Regions from separate parts of the Mus musculus genome. Here region 2 is linked to region 1. Evidence: chromatin contacts called from public HiChIP or PLAC-seq data. All regions are on one chromosome and are shown on one strand. Each heading gives the region's core, a stretch centred on a gene start, on an enhancer-like site or on the middle of the called end of the contact. The rest is flanking DNA. Distances are from core to core; before and after follow the strand shown.

Region 1 (5,496 bases), core at 2,037-4,536:
CAACAGTGAAATGAGTGGTTTTGCTATCAAAAGTGTCTGCCATGGTGAGCTCCCTCCCCAACAGGGCCAACCATCTGGGCTGAAATCTGTAAGACAATGAAACTTTTTCTTTTATAAACTGTTTCAGGTATTTTGTTACAGTGATGCAAAGATGGCCAACACCCTGACCCACACCACTCTGAGAATCTCCTGTTTCTTTGCCTGCTCAGAGTTGAGAGGGGCCGCTGAGTAAGCAGGCTAGACACTCGGGCTCCTTTCCAGCCTGAAAGTTCCAAAGTCTAATAACTTACCTTCTAAAAAAATGCTACCAAAACAGTAGGCTTTTTTGACAGGAAATAAAGCAATACTTAAGTTTTTCTGCTTCATGTTTTTCTGTTCAAGTTTCAGTTTCTGTAAGACTCTGGTGAGCCTTATACAGGGGACTCCCTGAGTGAATGACATGGAGCCGGGAATCGATGCAAAAAGCAGGAGGAATTTATTGTTCAGAGTTGTCCTACACATGAAGTTGAGAGAGAATGACCACAGTATTTTTTTTATTATTATTATTATATGTAAGTACACTGTAGCTGTCTTCAGACACTCCAGAAGAGGGCATCAGATCTCATTATGGGTGGTTGTGAGCCACCATGTGGTTGCTGGGATTTGAACTTCGGACCTTCGGAAGAACAGTCGGGTGCTCTTACCCACTGAGCCATCTCACCAGCCCCGACCACAGTATTTATACAGGTTTTAGAGCAGCAGCCATTAGGCACAATGTGCCTGGCAGAACAGAGTGACTTTTAAATTGATTGGTCTTTAGGGAATGAGGTGACAAGGACTTCCCTTGTCTGTAGGTGGTCTTGGAATGTGTCGTCCCCGGTGTCAACCCGTCCCCCGTCCCCCGTCCGTCCCCCCCCGTCCCCCCCCCCCGTCCGTCCCCCCCGTCCCCCGTCCCCCAAGGGTCTGAGGAACCTAACTAAGCCTTTCCTTCCCCCTCCCTTCCAGAGGGGAGGGGTGCCGAGTGCTTCAGGATTTTTCTCTTCCAGGAGGGGAGGGACCTGGTGGAATTTTCCAAAGTTCCTGAGCTGACCTCTTCACTTCCAAGGATCTTTTGGGGCCACCAAGCCCACTGCCCCTTCACTGAGGTAACTGCCTGGCTCCTTGTGGAGCTCACCATAGACTAAGTGCCACACAGTCAGGCTCATTCTCTGGCCCCTCACACAGCACCTGCCAGGTGCTCTACATGTTTCTGTGGAGTGAATCCCGATTGGAGTGTTATGGATCCTACCTCCTCCTCCTAGCTCTCGCATCATCGTCCTGTAATTCCTCTCAACCCATTAGCAATCAGGTTAGCACCAGTTCCTGATGTTTGTCAAAGCCTGTAACTCCATATTTAAAGGGACTCAGCAAAGATCTATTCAACAAATTTTGGTCCTAGACATCTTAAAAAAACAAAACCAATCTAGCCTTCCTAGATTCTGTCTTGTATCACAGAGTCTCTCTGAAGAATTAAACCTTTCATCAATATCTCAGAGTACTTTGAGATTCCTAATTACTCCACCTATGGGCTACAGAGACTGCAATTCACAATTATACCCTATACTTGATTTATCTGGAAGCTTGCAGTTTCCATAGATGAGGGTCTCCTGAGATATCAGAAGTGTACTTTACAGAAATATTCCACATTCCCCGACCTGGGAGGAATGCACAGAAAACATCTTCAGTCTCAGAGAAAGACTAGTTTAAATCTGTGTAATAATAAGGGTGAGCCTTTGCACTGCCAATTGCCTTGCTGGTAGAACAAAGACACTTCATACAAGAAATAATAGGATGGTGGGTACACATTAGGATTTTTATGGGTCTTCTTCCATTTTAACTGAGTATGTGGGTGGGAACGGGGGAGGTAGCTCCTGAAATCAAAAGCTTTCAATATCAGAGTCCTTCTATATGGCTGCTTCCACTGAATACCTTACATTTTTAAAAAGAATTGTACCTTATTTCTAAAAATGACTTGAAAAATCTCAAACAGGAAGCCCAATATATTTATATTGAAACTGAAATCACCATGTGGCCTTTTAATAGAGCTGTACTGACATCAATGTGCAGTCTTCTGTAAACATGCAATGAGTGAATAAAATAATAGAGGAAAACTGCATTTCATTCTGATCCCCCAAGCAACAGTTTATTACATGACTCTTCTGTTTTGTAAATATTTAGAGAAACAGCTTCCACACGTCAAGGAAACTCTAGGTAGGAGAGTTTTGACATAAAGGATAAGCCTCAGTGCCATTTTAATTTACAGTGCTAGCAAAGGGAGCCACTTGCATTAGATTGCCCACCTCGGTGTTTGAGACCCTGAAAACCAGCAGATTACTTCATTGAAACATTATCTTACACACACACACACACACACACACACACACACACACACACACAGAGAGAGACAGACAGACAGACAGATTTGTTTTGTTTAAATCAATTCTACTAGAATAGCTTTTTTTTTTTTTTTTTTTAAAGGTACAGGGAAATGGGGGACGGGGAACTTCCCTAGCTTGTCTGCGACATGAATCCCATCTTCAACACTTTGGGAAAAGGGGGTTGGGTGGAGACAGGAGAACCAAATATGAAATTTGAAATAAATAAAGAGTAAGTCATTTCGTCCTCCAAAATTCAAGAAACACAAAGTCAGTAAGCAGACGCTGGGATTCTCCCCAACTCTTTAGCCCCGACAAGGAATACAATTAGCATACATTGCCTGCTTTGTTCTCAGTGAATGCTGGCTGCGCTTTCCACAACAAGCTACTTAGAATAGCAATGTTTTTCAGTTTCCTGTAAATCCATTCAGCCAAGCACATAGATCCTGCGGTTGCCATAGAAACAGAACCAAAGCTCAAAGGCAGCAGCACTTACAGTAAAAGGCATCTCAATGGCACCTGCAGACAGTCCCTACACCCCTGCGTTTAAATCTTGTCTGTTAAAAAAATAAAATAAAATAAAATAAAAACAACAAAAACTGGATTTCAGCTTTATTTTCCTACTGCTCCCACCAATCACAACTAATCATAGGGTTTTACAACCAAACATTTGATTTCATAAAATGTTTCTTTCCGTCAACAGACAAAAGACCTTAAACTTTTAAAGCTACCAAATGATACTTTCTAGGAGAGACAATGGCCTTATAAAAGAAGAAAATGTCTAAGATAATTTGACTGCTAGTATTAAAGCAGAAAAAGCTGTCCAATGTACTCTAGGGCTTTCTAAGGAACAGAAGCCACAGCAAAATTCCAGATGAAGTCAGACAAGGAAATGGGAAGTCAGCCTACTGAGCCAGCCCTCCTGTGACTCCACCCTCTGTGTCTTGCTGTGACTCTAGGGACTAGGGGACCAAATGTTTCTAAGCAGATGTAACAGCACCTTGCATGAAGACTTTCTAGGGCTCAAGTCATTCCAAATAATAAACAAACAAACAAATAAAAAGAAACTATGTTACGAAAAGGGCAATGGAACCACAGCTCAAGGTGGTAACTGTCTAAAACTGGTCTATTTGCAACAGATGAGGTAAGGGAACATCCATGGGGGAAAAGGACACACTTTACACAAGGAATCTCATTCTCACTAACTTTCTCTTAGCCACCAGGACAATCTTACCAAGGACTCACGTGCCCATTTACCTAAAAGGGGCTTAACATGGCTCAAAAGGTTAAGCAAAATGTTCCAAGTCACAGAGCCAGCTGAGGAGACTTCTCGCTAGACCACATGCTGTTTCCCTAAAGAGAAGTATTAACTGTGATTTACAACCTCCAAGAAAACATAAAAGAGCTTATGAAATAAGTCAGCAGCTTTTATACTTGTCTAAAATCCAAACAACTGGGCCATTTTTCTGTCTTTTATGAAATAAGTGAATGGCAACGATGTAATCTTATACCTAGGAATTTTTTTTTTTAAAGGATCGACTTCTAAGTAATGTTTTAAGGTCATTACAAGTTCAGGCCAACTTCTTATGCTTTAGGGAATAGTGAATATGTTCTGAAATTGATATCTTCAAACAAATTGGCTAACTCTCTTGAAACAAATTATAAACACAAGTTTCAATCATATGGTTTTAAAATAGGACTCCACTTGTTGCCAGACTAAAAATACTAAATGTATCAATATGTGCTAATGAATACTATGATCTCTACATATTTTAAAAACAGGCAGAACCTGCAGGATTTTTCAGGAATTGATTCTCTGCACATAGAAATCACATCAGCTTACACTCTGGTATCAGCATGGCATCACCACACGTGATCACACTCAAGAGAAGTAAGAGCCTTAGAATCGTTAATTAAGATGATATGGAGAAACCTGATCAATTAATCCTTAATTATTCTGGAAAATGAAAGTCCTCAACACTGCCAGCACAAACGTTGTTACTATCCTTAATTGTTCTGTGGCATTTAGGTTCTAAAACACGATGTATCTGAAAGGGGTCAGGTCGTCTTTTACTTTTTTGTTCTCCTCTCTAAATAAAATTGGTGCTCTCCTTTCTTGAGTTATTCTTTGAACTTACATTCTGGCATCAAGAAAAAACTACAGCAGAACCCATCCCAACTTAACCAGCCTGACAGGAGTGAAGATACTCTCGGGTTGTTTTTGTTTTTGTTTTGTTTTGTTTTCAGTCACAGGCAGATTTCCCTTGCTGCAATGGCATGGCCCTCACTCATGCACATGTGGGCAACACTAACTGGGTTATAAACACAAAACTAAATAACAAACAAACCAACCAACCCATAAGGTTGGGAAGGGTACATGTCAACAGGGACAAGGGGAAGGTGGGGGAGGAAAATATGATTAGGTTTCATTCATACAGAATTCCTAACAAAAAAACTTAGCCGGGAGTGGCAGGGCAGAGGCAGAGGCAGGTCCATCCATCTCTGTGAGTTTGAGGCCAGCTTAGTCTGCAAAACAAGTTCCAGGACAGTCAGGGCTTTTATGCAGAGAAATGCTGTCTTGAAAAAAAAAAAAAAAACCAAAAACACAAAGCCAAAAGAATAAAAAAATATGTTTTTTGGTTTGGTTTGGTTTTTCTGCTTTTTGGAGACAGGGTTCTTCCACAAGGCCCTGGCTGTTCTGGAACTCTCTTCTAAAGAGCAGGCTTTAGAAAGAGAATCTTTGACCCTAAAGATTCCAGCTGAAAAGGTCAGCTAAGGAACTATGGGAAGGTCATGAAACACTTGAGCCTCCAGAAAGGAGAGGAGAATTAACATTTCTCACACCACAGGGCAGGAACCAACCTGTGGGTGGGGACTCATTCCTCTGGACAGACTGTTACCCACCTTCAGACAAGGGAAGTCCTTGTCATCTCATTCCCTAAAGACCAATCACTTTAAAGGGTGCACTGCTCTGCCAATCCTATTGTGCCTAGTTGCTGATGGTCTATTCTGCCCCCTGGAAACCATATAAAAACTCGCCGACTGGACTGATCTGATTGGGGTGCTGGTGGTCGCTGCCTCTCCTTCGGGTCTGGGGGTGCTT
Region 2 (5,380 bases), core at 1,714-4,213, 630 kb after region 1:
TTCAGATCCTGTTGCTTTGGCCAAAGGTGATCATGAAAAATTTCATCTCTCTAGCCATACCTTAAGGCTCCAACATAAGATCACCGAGGAGCAGGCAAGAATAATTGTAAAACAATGTCCTAAATATATTACATTATCTCCAGTGCCACATTTAGGAGTTAATCCACGAGGTCTTATGCCTAATCATAGTTGGCAAATGGATGTAACTCATTATGCAGAATTTGGAAATTTAAAATATATACATGTTTGTATTGACACTTGTTCAGGATTTCTTTTTGCTTCTCTACTTACTGGAGAGGCCTCTAAAAACGTAATTGATCATTGCCTACAAGCCTTTAATGCTATGGGATAGCCTAAATTTATTAAGACAGATAACGAGCCATCCTATTCTAGCAAAAATTTTACTTCATTTTGTAAAGAATTTGGCATCAAACATAAAACTGGAATTACTTATAACCCCATGGGACAAGGAATAGTTGAACATGCTCATCACACTTTTAAAAATTGGCTATATAATCTCGATCTTTATATATTCAAAACAGTAATGGTTTAAGATAATATTTTGATATTTTTGGAGAATGTGTGTGTCAAATTGTAAAAAATTTGCTCTTGGTGTCCTTAGTTCCTACCTGTTTCCACATAATGGTGTTAATTCTTGAGGACCTATACTGAATAAATTGCTGCAAATGAATGCTCTTATTTCTGATTAATAAATAAATTATGCACATGTGACTATTAATAACTTTTCAAGCTTTCTAGTTGCAACCGCTCTTCAAGAGAAACAATTGAAAGTGTAATTAGTCACTGCCCTTGTTACATTAAAACTGACTTTAACAGTCAAGTATTTGAGATGTTTTGTCAACAATTTAATAATTCTCAAAGACAGGGTATTGTGGAACTTTAAAAACTCTTCTTCTTAAAAAACAAAGAAAGGGGGAAATTATATCCCTGTGCACATTATTTAATATATCCCCATGCACATTATTTAAATCATACTTTTATTTTAAGAATTTTGAAATTTGGATGTCAAAGAACTTAATAAATGCCTCATAGTATCTTAAAACCAGACATAATCATGTCTAGGTGAGATGAAAAGGATCTACTTATTGGCATATGGCTTGATCCTGAACAGCTACCTTATTGGGAAAGGAAAAAGCATAGGTTCTCTTCACAGAACGCTGCAGAAGCATGACGGCTAATTCATGTGACAAGCTGACAGGTGAGTTCGCTGAGTGCCCTGACTGTAGTGACAAGAAAGCTGAATTGGGTATATGTTTTTGACCCACCTTTGCTTGCCATTTTCCCAGTGTGGACAGGCTAAGCTGCCTTGCTTCAAGCTTTTTAAACCTTATGGGACATAGAACATTAGAGACTGTGTAGTCTGACTTAGAAAGATTAGTCACAAGAAAGAGTTATAGTGATTCTTCTCCTTCCCTCATTGTGACCAGTTATTCTAACTCAATCTTGGACTGGTCTAGTAATAATTCCAGTATTAGAGAATCCTAGGGAAGATAGCTAAAATCTTAATTACCTAGCAAAGTTAATTTGGAGCACAGCCTCCACTCCCAGAGAAGCTGCAACCTTTCTGCAATTCTCAAAGCCACCTCCCCTACACCAGGAGCTCATAGTCTAAGCTTGATCGTTGCTAATTTGCAATTGAATGGCGTACCTGGACTTCCCCAAAGAAGCTTTTGTACTTTCACTGTCTCAACTTTGTTTTTCAAGCAGGTCAGCCAATGCCCTTCAGCCTGACTGCAGCAGGTGTGCAGCCTTGCCTCCAACAGCGCAGGTGGCAGTTATTAATCTTCATGAAGAAGCATTCTAAGTGCATATTGTGGCTTTGGACTGAATTGGGAATAAGGTGTGCTAATGAGTGCCAGACAGTCAAAGATGGGCACCCAGATCTTGGAACCATACCAATCTAAGACAGAGGTACATGCCAAAAGGCCGTGGTTGTTGATAACACACCACAGAGCCATGTTTTGTGTGAAATATAACACAAACAGCTGCATGTAGCCTCCAAGATGGAATTGGATGGTTCGGGAAAATCGAAGATTTCCTAAGACAGGCGCAGCCGCCAGCCACCATAAGTCCCAGGCAGGACTAAAGAGCATAAATAAATTTTATGCCTCAGTCCAGCTTTTTTTTAATATTAATAACGGGGGGGGGGGGATTGTAACTACCCCCAGCCTGAAGCAGGCTGAGCCAGACCTTGACCTTGCTGCCACTAAGGAGATTACCTAGGGTGGAGCCTTCCTCCCTAGATCACTCTATTGTTCAACCTCTGCCACTGTTCTCCTTCAAGACACTGCTACCTGCTGGGAGGCCACTGAGCTATTCTGGAGACTACACCCTATCCTGCACGTCACCTGTAGCCTGTTCCAGGCTCCAAGAATGAATTGGTGGCAATGGGCCTCCCCCTACCCCCTTTATAAGCGCATTTGACATTAAACATTTGGGCTTTGATCAGGAACCTTGACTTAGCTCCACTTTTCTTTCGACCACCTAGTTCCCCTCTCTTTTCAGCCCCGGCTTGCGTCCATGTTAGCTGCGGGTCGGCTTTCAACACTTTCACCATCACTGCCGCAGACCCTCTGGGTCCCTTTGTCTGTGTGGAACGAGTCTCTGGGCAGGTGGACAAGGCGTCAGCGGGTGACAGACAGACCAACACGGGAGATTGTGTAGAATCTGAATGTATTCTCACAAAGTGAACACCAGTCTTATATAGTACAGAAAATACAAAAAGGTAGCAGGCAAAGAACATTGAAGTTACCTGATACAAAACAAAGGAATGACTTCAAAAGGATTTAGAGGAACCAGGTAGATGTTTACAGTAAAGATAAAGCAGTCCTGCCTAGGGTCAGCTTAGTGACAGGTAAGGATTTCACACTCTAGTGCTATACCTTTGAACCTTGTGAAAGCTAGCACCAGGGGGTTCTTCTCTTAGCAGGCCTCATGAATAATGCAACATCACAAACCCCTCCCCTCCCCATTTCCTAGGCCTTGCCAAACTCCCACATGAGTGTAACTTTTAAGTAACTGGAGAATCTCCATTTGTCAGGAGAATTCACCAACTTGCTTCTAATATGCAATGCAGCCTATACTGAAGATTTCTATCTCAGTGGGATTCCCTGGCTCTATTATGGTATTCCCTTGTTTGGGTGAGATTTGCTACTGTCCTTAGTAAATATTTTGAAGACCAGCTCTTAGCTACTGGCTCCGTCCTTTGTAATGCTCAATTAGTAACTGAATAGGTTAACTTCCTTACTGCATTCTTACAGGATTCTAAGCTCAGCTTCTGGGACCTGGAAACACTAGGGAGACTTAACTATATATAACAGAATTTAATCTTAAAAGGCATTTATAATAAAATATGAAAAGAGAGCTCATAGTTCCATACACCAGACTAACGCGGGAATAGAGTATGAGTATATGGGTAAATGAGAACGCCAAAGCTCCAGGAGGTGAGTTTCCGTAAAACTCTTTTCCTCGTTGAGTGCTTACAGACTTTCAGCCTGTCAAACAGACTTGACCGGAGGGTGTGGCATATCGCCTCTTTCTAGTTTCTTAATTTTTTAAATTAAACCAAAATGGAGGAATGTTAGCATTTCTTCTAAGCTCCACCCAACAGTTACCTAGGAACAGCCAGGTACCAGTCTGGCTTGCTATAAAAAGACTGTTTCTTTCTCTCTCTCTCTCTCTCTCTCTCTCTCTCTCTCTCTCTCTCTCTCCCTCTCTCTCTCTCTCTCTCTCTCTCTGAATGTTTCCAGGATCAAATTCTGAAGTTTCCAGCAACCATAACAGTATTACACACTGAACAGTTTTTATGCATTGGGTTCATTTCTAAGGCCTGTAAGTAAAAACATATTTTCTCCCTTAGCACTACACCTGTGTATATGACTGCAGCATATATGAAGACAATGAAAGGGAACAAAGATACTGTCCACACTAGGAAGATAACAGGTATTATGCAGATACAGATATATACACAGCACACACATACCTGCATGTAGATACACGTGTCTTCACAGTAATTCTATATGCAGATAGTGAGATGGCTCCCATCATACAGATGAGAAACAGAGGCCAGGGAAGCTGAGTGCTGTGGCCCTGGCATAGTGGTGGCAAGGCATACCCAGGGCAAGGCATGGTACCTCTGCCTCCCTACAATGTGTGGCAATAATCTAAGATCAAACAACTAACAGAATAGAAAGCAGCATCCTTCCCTTGAGTGCCCTCAGCAGCATGGCAAGCTGCTGTTGGGTAGGCTGGTCAGGGAAAGGATGGAAGGCAGAGGGTGACCTCACTATACAGGACACAGAGTCCTCTAAGCAGCACCCACATCTTAATTCTCCATTTCTTTGTACAGTGGCCTCTGAACTCAGGGTCCCTACAGATACAGTGAGTGTTCTGACGCCACAGGCGTCCCTTGTGGCCCTGCCAGCTCTGCCTTTACCCTGATGCTTCATCTTCCAGGTATCTTGTCATTTACTCCCATGAAGCTGACAAGAATCACAGACTATAGGCTCCAGAAGTCGGTTACCTCAGCACCCCATAGATGAATCCACAGACCTCCCACCTCCTGCCTCAGCTGGTACACCCTTAGCATTCTCCTCAGGAGAGAGAGTGCTCTTTGGTGAGGCTTCGGTGCATCCTCCACTCTCTGTACCAAGTGGCCAGGTCTCAGGGCCCTTCTGAGCTCCCACCAACCCCCAGGGATAGTCATATCTCCTGGCTTCCTCAGTGACCTTCAGTTTTGATGGCTGTTGCTCTCCTAGATTAGGACCATTCAACTGTATCTGGAAGTCCTGTTCTAGGGGAACATGGTGTCAGCCGGGTGGCCCTCTGTACTGCTCCACCAAATGGGAACACACACTCTGGACCTCGGACTCATGAGGAACTCCTTATGGCTCGGCTGCATTTACTCTCTTCTGATTGTCTAAAAGTTAAGGTCAGCACCTGGTGTGAAAGTCAGGATCAGCAGCACCTAGGACTCCATAGTCCATGTTGAGCTGTAAAAAGTACTGTGCAAATGTAGGTAAACCATGAGGAAGAGAGCAATATGGAATCCTATACGCAAGAAACCCAGAAGCACCCTGCTCTTTCCCAAGTGAAATGTGAGAACATCTGGGCAGGAAAGACTGTCTGCCCAGAGTTAGGGCTTCAACTTTCCATGCGCTCGTGATCACCCAAGGACGTGGTGGACATGCAGGTGCTCATCCCAAGCCTGGGTAGAGCCTGAGATTCTGCATCTCTAATAAGCTTCCAGATGGTACTGGGATCTAATAAGCGTCCTTGTTGATTTTCTCAAAGAACCAGCTCCAGGTTTTGTTGATTCTTTGTATAGTTCTTTTGTTTCTACTTGATTGATTTCAGCCCA

What was found. HiChIP or PLAC-seq counts read pairs in DNA pulled down with a chosen protein or histone mark.
Region 2: a contact with region 1 is called in an H3K27ac HiChIP or PLAC-seq map of embryonic stem cells, with 7 times the contacts expected there. The contact joins two enhancer-like sites. A contact is called at or near these places in 3 of 115 datasets of contacts at active chromatin or transcription factors (CD8 T cells and embryonic stem cells) and 1 of 9 other capture datasets (embryonic stem cells).

What each region holds. Positions count from the first base shown.
Region 1 is chr3:86,842,470-86,847,965 of GRCm38.p6, forward strand. All of the region lies in intron 2 of Dclk2 (doublecortin-like kinase 2), which reads right to left. Among named protein-coding and RNA genes, the nearest start is that of Gm46810, 14 kb to the left of the region's middle. Within about 2 kb of position 3,287, at least 98 of the 459 cell types and tissues checked have an H3K27ac peak or open chromatin away from gene starts, as enhancers often do. A contact at or near this core is called in embryonic stem cells, where this site is marked.
Region 2 is chr3:87,476,453-87,481,832 of GRCm38.p6, forward strand. It overlaps a transcript of Fcrl5 not described here. Among named protein-coding and RNA genes, the nearest start is that of Gm40085, 34 kb to the right of the region's middle. Within about 2 kb of position 2,964, at least 6 of the 459 cell types and tissues checked have an H3K27ac peak or open chromatin away from gene starts, as enhancers often do. A contact at or near this core is called in embryonic stem cells, where this site is marked.